Linked DNA regions of Mus musculus: region 2 is linked to region 1. A link is a contact called in public HiChIP or PLAC-seq data. All regions are on one chromosome and are shown on one strand. Each heading gives the region's core, a stretch centred on a gene start, on an enhancer-like site or on the middle of the called end of the contact. The rest is flanking DNA. Distances are from core to core; before and after follow the strand shown. Region 1 has its middle 3.3 kb from the start of Gm35464. Region 2 has its middle 14 kb from the start of Pitrm1.

Region 1 (4,755 bases), core at 1,666-4,165:
GTTAGCATTTAGTATTTCCACATAAAATAACTATGAATGCATACATTATAATAACTCAAATTCTACTGCCTAGAACTTATTTCTCTTTAGCAGTAGGAACATACAACTAACTATATAACCATGAAAACTGAAATCTGGCTAATACACTGGTCATTCTCTTTTCATGGTTTCTGCTGATGTCAGGTTATGCTGACCTCAATGCCAGGACTCATTTCTCATGAAATACCATAACAAGTCCCTTCAGCATATATCCACTGTGGAGGATTTGCTAAGCAAATGTTTTCCAACATAAAGCAAGACAAATGAAGATTTTTTTTTTCATAAACTATTTTTGGGGCATTCCCCAACAATCCATTTAGATACTGTGATATAGGGATGTCAACATCATGATTTTTGCAAATATACTTCCTTTCTGAAGGGATAGAGTAAAACATGTAAATATTTCCTAAGGCAGCTCATAAATCAGTGCTATATTTAGAAATATGACCAATAAGTTACAGTTATGTGCAAATAAATTATGAGTATATTCTTCTAAGGCATGATAGTACCCCATGATTTTCTGGAAGACAGACAGCTGTGACTTTTTTTTTTTTTGATGTTTTTAGCAACTTTTGTGCTGTACAAAAAATTTTGCATATATCATAAATTCCACTGGAAGCACCTAAAGAGGACATTTGTTCCTGACGAATCTGTACTTGTCATCTGGTCATCTGCTTTCAAGGCTGCCCTATTTGATTCCAGGATGCCAATCAGACTGGGCAGAGATATGAAATGCTTACATAACATAAACTTTAGGCATCTCTTCTTGCATCAAAAATAATAAGTAAATGGATAAACAAGTAAATAAAGTAATATTAAAAATATAGTAACAGTATTTTCTCTGAAACCACCGTGCTATCTTTCCTACTCCTTCTTGTTCCCTCCCTTCCTCTCTTCTCTTCCCTCCCTATCTGTTTGCCTCCTCAAATGTTATGTGAATCCCTTCCAGGAGAGCCCATGCTTTTGTTATGACATTATTATTATTGTTATTATTATTATTTTTCAATTTCTTACTCATTTCTCTCTTCTGAGTTGAACTTTGCTTCTTGATGTCTACATTCGGTCTATTAAATATAGTGTTTGACATAAATTAAAAGACTCTTAATGTTTCTACTGTTAAAGATCCATCAGCACAAAGAAATGAAACAAACAGGTTTCAAGTAAGAGGAACAGCCTCTTGCAACAGCGATCACCTTAAGGTCTGATGATCTGGACTTCTTTTCTTAGTGGATGCTTATGGGGTGTTTCTCTGGGTCATAATTCTGTTTCTTTGTGTGAGTCTTTGTTTAAAAAGGATTGTCGCATATTCTTATTCTAAACAGAATTAGTTTCTGAGAAGTTCAACAATTCTTTTCTCTTCCTTGAAAAGTGATTTAGTGAGCTATCAGCTACTCTGATTAGATAGTTGGCCAAATGGGCCCCGGATTAAGCTCAACCTCCAGCCTTGTGATCTTCAAACAGACTAGATGAAAAGAAAGGTGTCCTGGTCACAAAGCCTCCGTTGTAATGGGAATAGAGATTGTGTCACAATGGAGAGTCTTAATAGATGGCAAGAACTATCATTGATCTGTAATCCTTTGCTGTTCCCATGAGGAATAACAGATGTAGAAAAGCCTTTCTATTCCTGTATATCTCTAGGAGGGGAAGTTTTGATTCACTGTTTCAATTTAGATGTTATTTTTCTAAGTAGGACACAAAGATTTGAGGAGTGACTATAGAGTGCCTTATTATTGTCTTCTATTCAAGATTTGCTCAGACTTCTTATCTCATGGACACTCCTAAGAACAGCATGGACACAGACTCAGACTACGTACCTGTGAGATGCCAGAAAAGTCAGAGGCCAAGAAAAATTCCATGACTTCCTTCAGGCAACTTTACTGGTGAGGTGAGAATCTAGAACTGGACATGTTGTTTGCTATTGACTCCTTCCTAAGAGTCACATAATACATATAGTTTCTGTTCTACTTACTGGTCACTGTCCAAAAAACCAAAACCAGCCCCCCCCCAAAAAAAAACCCAAACAAACCAAAAACCCAAAAAATCTGAGACTTCATGGTTATTTTAGTTAACTGAGAAAAGAATCTTTAAATACACTTCATTCTGTCTCACATTGTATGATCATATGATTATAAATGTATCTGGTGATTCTGGATGCCAGGTAATAACTATTATTTAAATATTCCACATAAGAACAATATCTAAAATGGCCACCTGTTTTGTGTACTTATATACCCTATTATGTGGATACTTACATTTTAGTATTTAGATTTTTGTATTTGTTGTTCAGTTAACATCTGTTCTCACCTACAGCGAACATATTTTTAAAGAGAGACAGAAATACAAGTTGGACGGCTATCTCCTCTGTAAATCCTGCTTATTTTCACTATACTATCCAATCTTTTAGAAAGCTTTTTGGCTAACAAGCTGGTAATTTTATGTCATGATGTTTGTTTAGGTAAAAGATGAATATTTTATCTTCAAACCCGAAATCTAATACAGTACTCCTTACAGAAAAGCAATAACAGGAAATGTCAGTTAAAGCAGAGTTGACCATGAACTATAGATGCTGGAAAGTTGTAAAATAATTAAAGTACACTGTATCACTCTTATTTTTATCTTACGTGTCTGTGGCTAGATTCTATCACTCTGTTGAGTCTGTTTGATCTCTAACTAGAAGAAATTAAAGGGAAAGGAAACACCGAAACCCCTCTTGGATAGTCTAGTGAGGGCTGACGTGCAAGTGCCTCTCCCTCCTCGCAGAGATCTTCACTTACCCCTCTCCAAATCACCTTTATCTGGAATGGTCTGGCCAGAGCTCAGGAGCCAAATGCCTGGGCCATGAGATCATGAGGAAACCTTAGGGAGGAGGGGCATGGGTTGCTTAAGGGGGAGATAAAGTTTCAGAACGTGTGCGCAGGATTATGAAAAACCTTGGAATTTAGACTGAAATGTATGACTTCAGCAGACCTTTAACCCGAGGCTGCATTAGAAAAATTCAATTTACCCCAAACAAGCGTTAAAAAATGCAGAGTAGATGTCATATGGAAAGTGCAGGAGACAACAGCCTCTGGAATGGAATGAGGAAACTCTTTAAATTCAGAAAGGAATGAGGAACAGAAGGGTAAATCCAATGATAGAGAAATCGTGGCACACCAATGATACCCAAACTATGCACATTTACCCAGAGCCTTGCCTATTATTAAGGAGTTCAAGGATGCTTAATGTTAGCCTGGTGTTGGTTATGATTGGTTATGATTATGTATGTCATGTAGAAAGTTACCTTAACATGGATATCTATATTTTTGGCAGCAGGACAAATCAAAAATATATTATTCATACAGTGAACACTTTAAGTGACTTAGCCAAAGCTGGAAATACCCACAGGAAGCTGTAACAGGCACAGGACTAAGGTATCTTTGTGGGCTTAGCTGCTCCCATTACTTGAATAATTTGATGCCCACAGGCAGTGCTGAGCACAGTGGCTTTGGTTCAAGTCATAAGTAAATTGATGGTGAACTACATCTCTAGGACGTTCCCCCTGTAGGTCCCTCCTTAGTCTTATAGTGGATGAGGAAAACATGGAAGATTAGGTTGGAATTCTATCTGTCTGGTGGAATGAAGTGACTATTTCCATATCTATAGTTTTGGAAGATTTGTTTAAGAATTGGCAATTTCTCTACTACATTAGCACAGTTCCAAAAGAGTACCAATGAAATATTTATATTTCACAGTCCAACTAATCTCTGCTAGGGAGTCCTAGCCATGTATAATAGATTCACTTTCAAAGTTTTTCAAAGGGCAGAATCCAAGGTTGATTAGCTGTGGACCTGGCCTGCTTTGCCTCCACAAAGTACTTCTCTGGAGGCTCTGGTGTCTCGAAACCTGTTAAAATCAGAGTAAAGCCCTAGGCTCCATGCCAACACCTTCTGCCCACCAGGACCCTGAAAATATAAATTTCAGGATGCTTTTTAACTGGCCACTGCTGTTCTACTGTGTAGTAAGAGGAGATTAAGAAAACAAAACAAAACAAAACAAAACAAACATTTTAAAGGTAACCTTGGCTTTAGCTGACTATTAGAGAACATTACTTCGACTTTCTTTAAAGAATTCTTTTTTTTTTAAAGAAAACAGCATGTCTGCTGTTGTTATGTATCAAGCAACCTTTCTTCTAACATACCACCCCACATAGGTACTCACAGACAGACAGACAGACAGACAGACACACACACACACCCCTCTCTAAATTCAACCTATATTCTCTGTGGGTGAAGCTTCCGTAAAAATGAGAAAAACAGAGACAAGAGCTGAAAGGTAGCCGAGGAGTCGACCAGCAGCACCAGCAGTCAGGAGCAAGCTTTGGAAACACAATTGTGGAGTAAAGGAGAAGAGGGTCCAAGAGCTTGAACGGTGGACAAGGAAACAAAATCAGCTCAGAGAGGGTTAGAGACATTTGGTGAGCACCGCAGGATGGAAAATTCCAGCCTCATTCTCAGAGACTGTGCTGGAGTCACGCTTCAGGGTCTCAGGTCACAGGATTGCTCTCCTAGCACACCTTGCCTCCTATTTACTTACAACACAGCTGCCCAAAACCCCTGAGGCAAGTCTCTGTGCGTCAGAGGTGGTGAATCTGAGGGATAGGGGAGGTCAGAGGTTGGGTGGGTCAGCTGCTTCCTTTATCTCTTTCCAGACCCCCTGCTCATCATTCCTGAGCAGGCT
Region 2 (4,755 bases), core at 1,592-4,091, 710 kb before region 1:
TCTCATGGAAGCATTTCCTCAACTGAAGCTCCTTTTTCTGTGATAACTCCAGCTGTGTCAAGTTGACACAAAATAGCCAGTACAACGTGTGTATGTCATGATAAAGAAAATATATTTCTTATTTTAGTTGATTTTAACCTTATAAAATGATATTATATGTGATTTAAATTTGAGAGATATATGTAAAAAAAAATTCGCTGTGGTGACTTGAATATGCTTGGCCCACAGGAAGTGTGGCCTTCTTAGAATGGGTGTGGCCTTGTTGGAGGAAATGTGTCACTGTATAGGTAGACTCTGAGGGCTCCTAATGCTGGAGCCCCGTCCAGTATGGAAGGCACCTAGCTGCCTACAGGAGAGTATCTTCCTGGCTGCCTCTGCATCAGGATGTAAAACTCTCAGCTCCTTCTCCAGTACCATGTCTGCCTGGAACCTTCCATGCTTCCCACCATGATGATAATGGACCAAACCTCTGAACCTGTAAGCCAGCCCCAGTTAAATGTTATCCTTTATAAAAGTTGCCTTGGTCATAGTGTCTCTTCACAGGAATGAAACTGTAATTAAGACCTTTGGGTACTCTGCTTCTCCAATTAATATTACATAGCTAAGCTATGGTCACATGGCTGGATATTAAACTTAATAGTTATATCAGTGTGAATTAAATACTTGTATTTTTTCAATTTGTGAAAGACAGCAACAGAAATTTGACTAACACCCCCCACAGGGAAAAAAAAAAAACTCTCACGAAGCCCAGACAGGAGCCAGGTTTAATGTAACACATTAATGACGGGGGTGAGAGGAGATTTTTATATAATCATTTCCTTGATGGATTTTCCAGATTCATCTTTTATGATTTTTATTTTAAAAACAACAACAACAACATCAACATATATTTTTAGGAGGGGAGCAGGTAGGGAGACACAGTTTCATGCAGTCTAAGCTAGCAGCAAATTCAAGATGTAGCCATAGATAACCACAACTCATCCCCTTGACTCAATCCTCCTGACTGCTGGGATTCCAGACATGGCTATCACGCCAAGCTTAATTTTAAATCACTTTATTTCTTCTTGCTGATAGAATAATCTCCCTTAAGTCAATCTGTTTCCAAATCCTTCAAGTTTTCACATTGATAGGAAACACTGTAGCCACTAGATGGCCATCCTTTCCTTCTCACGGTTTCCTTGGCAAAGATTCTGCTTTTGAGTAAATACATCCTTTACAAGGCTTATTTATTTTTACTAAAATTGCTTTCATGACAGGGATTCAAACTTACAACCACTTCATACAGCTGGGTTGGCATTTTAAGAGCCATAAGCGAAGCAAAGCAAATGTCACTGTAAATAAGTGGAGAGTGAAAGGGAGTTTTTAAACAATGAGCTTCTGCCGTGTGGCACTACTTGGTCTTGTGCATTATGTAAATAAATGCACAGTGCTCAAGTTTCTGGCAGGAAAGCCCTGGATGAGAAGTCTGGAGTGGACATGGCTCAGCTTTGCCTGGTGACATTCATTAGGGCCCCTCACTGTTCACTCTGTACCATCTCGGTTTTTTTTCCCTCTCCCTCCACACTCTCTATCTAGTCTTGTCATTTATCCAGGGCTGCATGTTATTCCCTTAGTTACAATCGTTAGTTAAGTAAACCAACAAATCTTTCAGGCCACACCAGTAGAGACCTATTTCCAGAATGTTTTTGGTGAGGATCCAGAGACAATCACTGGCCAATATGTTGATACTTCCACATTTTTCTTTATGTTTTTCAATATTCCATTTACTTTTTATAGCACATGCATGAGGAGGTCACAGGATAGTTTGCAGGGTCATATGCATTCCACATTCTAGGCTTTAAAACTCAGGCTATCAGACTTGGAGGCGAGGGCTTTGACCTGCAGAGCCATCAGGGTGGCCCCTTTCCACATTATTCTGTATAAATGTGTATAAAGATATGTCAAAACAACATTTTGATCAAATATGTATTTTCTTCACATTATACTTCTGTTAGCATTTCTATTTTAAACGTCTTCAACATACTTATTTTTGTTTTATTGGGAGACAGGGGTTCATGTACCCCTGGTGGGCCTCAAACTCCCTATGTAGCCTATATGACCTTGACCTCATGATTCTCCTGCCTTTACTTCCTCAGATCGTGGATGATAGGTAAGAAGCACACTAGCTTGAATATTACTGGGGATTGAACCCAGGTATTCTTGCATGTTAGGTAGGTACTCTACCAGCTGAGCTACAGCTCTAGCCCAAACATACGTATGTGTTCTTTGAATATTAAATTTGTTCTTAGGCTTTATGTATAATGGATTCTGTTACTCCAGCTTTGACCCTCTTGCCAAGGACCAGCCTCATCTTGGAGAGGGATTCATGAGAGAAGGAGCTTTGAAACAAACAACTCAAAATCAAATCATGGGCTAAGAGCTGATGGCCTATGTTCTGCTGGAGATAGCTTTCTAGATTCCTTCTCCCTCTCCTTCTTGCTCTCCCCCCTTTCATCTCTCTCTTTTGTCAGCTTTCTCTGGAGATCTCTAGACATCTTTCTGCTCAAGACAGCTTTTTTTGAATTCTAAAAATCTTCTGGATAGCTCATCTTTTGCAGATAAAAAAAAACAGTCTTTTACTTACATATCAGATCAGTAATTACTCTAGGTTCCCTTTAGATCATCCTATGAATCAACAGCCCATTATCCCAGCCCCCAGATTCTTAAGAAGAGTTAGCATGTACAAGCACAAACAATAAGATAGGCGGGTGAGACCCTGCCCTGGAATTACTATTCCTTCAATGCCTGGGCCTGGACCTAAACTTCCTCTGTCCCAAGCTGACCTTAGAACTCAGGAATCTGCCTGCCTTTGTAAGCATAAACAAAAAAACTTAGCTGGGTGGAATCTTGCCATGGGATCACCACTCCCTAAGTCTTTTTATCTCTTTCCTTTGTATCTTTCTGGCAAGCTAGCTCATAGTGCAGCTGCCTCTGCTCTTTTAGGTCTGTGAAGCTCCTCATATAACTCATATTGCACCCTTATGTTTTGTATAGTTGAGAAATTATATATTTTGGACTCATGTTTTCATCATTCTCTCACACAGTTTTAAGGGCTGTCCTGAAGGTCACAGACCTCTAACATTTGGCTGAGACATTAGACACACACTTGCCTCCTGGATGCTGTTTCTGATTGTCATTGATACTAGCAGAGAGGACATTCCTCGAAGGAAGGTCATAAAAATATGTACATTATTATACAAGCAAATCTTATGCCCACAGCAACCATCAACACTCATGGAGGTCCATGCCCTGCTGACTCTGGTCCAGGGTGGAAACCATGTCATTCTGTTTCTCACAAGCTGGACTTGGTACCCTCTCTTCTCTCCTTCCATCCTCATCAACTTCTCTCTTTCCAGAATCTATCATTAACCAATAGTTCAGCATGGAGGGGAACCAGCCCCTAGGGCAGGCCTCCATTGGTGACTGACTGTTGATGGGTCTGTTCTTACACAGACCCAGCATAGTCAAGCACAACTGCTGTGAGATCATGTCTGAAATGGCCACGCCACGCCTAGAAGATGGCACTTCAAAGCCCTCTCCCTGTCCTCCAGTCCTTACATTCTTCCCACCCTCCTTATTCCTTTATCTCTCCATGCTTTAGAGGGGCTAGTGTACACGTCTTGTTGAGGGTTGGACACTCAATTCACTTATAAACATTTGCATTTATTCCCTTATCATCCTGGTTTCACTTCTGTCCTACCAAAGTTTATGACGAAATCATAATTCCTTCTAGTAACTGCGCTCTTAGAATACTGCATCCAGAGATTCTCAATGTTAACTTTGATATTCAAAATTGCTCTAATTTTTCTAATAAATCTAATTCCAAATCTTGTAATTTCTTAACTTTATCTTTTCTAATCATTATCTTTTAGGAAGAAATATTTCAAGTTGCCGTTTGCTTTGGGAGAAGATATTCTAACTGGGCAGCTCATACAGTTTAAGCTTTTTTGATTAACAAGTGCACTGAAGGCAGACAAGGTATGCATACCTCCATCTGCTGGCTACTCTGCTCACTGCAGGAGGCTGAAGATACCCAGCAGGCCATGCCAATAATTTAATAGGCTGAGCTTCAGGTAGGTGAGGCAGGAAGGCAACATTCCTTCTGGTGGTTGTCCCATTTGTCCTTGGTAATCCAGCTCAAACATGTAACTGGATGAGTTTAATGTTATGTTGGGTATTTGGGAGAGTTGTGAACTCTCCAACAAAATCAGAATTGGAAAATTTTGATCAATCAGTAACAATGAATTACTTCAATAAAGATTAAGATAAAAATTGGGTATTACACAGTTAGTTTGATTGGGGTTAACATTTTGGTGCTTAAAGTGTCCCTACTAGTGAAAGAAGTTTGGTAATTTTTATTTCTTAATTTTTATCCCTACTAAAATGGAAAGTGGAATCTTTAACAACTTATTTGAATTTTATCATTCTATTATTACTATTGTCTCAGTTTTACCTAACTGTATTTCTTTATTTATAAATGTAAAAAAATCAATCTTCTTTGGACAAGACTACCTATGGTGGTTAGAATGAGAAATGTTTCCCATAGGCCTCATTTTTGGAATACATGATCCTCAGTTGGTGGCGCTGTTGGGCGGTGGGATATGGTGTAGCTTTGTTGGAGAAAGCACAACACTGTGAGTGGGATTTGAGAGCACAGAGCATCACTCCACTTCTTTCTGCTTCTTGTGTGCTGTTGAAGATGTGATCTCTCAGCTT

Evidence for each region. HiChIP or PLAC-seq counts read pairs in DNA pulled down with a chosen protein or histone mark.
Region 2: an H3K27ac HiChIP or PLAC-seq map of trophoblast stem cells shows a contact between it and region 1, with 4 times the contacts expected there. The contact joins two enhancer-like sites. A contact is called at or near these places in 1 of 39 promoter capture datasets (the HPC-7 cell line), 4 of 115 datasets of contacts at active chromatin or transcription factors (astrocytes, extraembryonic endoderm stem cells, pancreatic cancer cells and 1 more) and 1 of 9 other capture datasets (adipose tissue).

Annotation. Positions count from the first base shown.
Region 1 is chr13:5,824,486-5,829,240 of GRCm38.p6, reverse strand. No RefSeq gene overlaps it. Among named protein-coding and RNA genes, the nearest start is that of Gm35464, 3.3 kb to the left of the region's middle. Within about 2 kb of position 2,915, at least 81 of the 459 cell types and tissues checked have an H3K27ac peak or open chromatin away from gene starts, as enhancers often do. A contact at or near this core is called in trophoblast stem cells, where this site is marked.
Region 2 is chr13:6,532,182-6,536,936 of GRCm38.p6, reverse strand. No RefSeq gene overlaps it. Among named protein-coding and RNA genes, the nearest start is that of Pitrm1, 14 kb to the left of the region's middle. Within about 2 kb of position 2,841, at least 23 of the 459 cell types and tissues checked have an H3K27ac peak or open chromatin away from gene starts, as enhancers often do. A contact at or near this core is called in trophoblast stem cells, where this site is marked.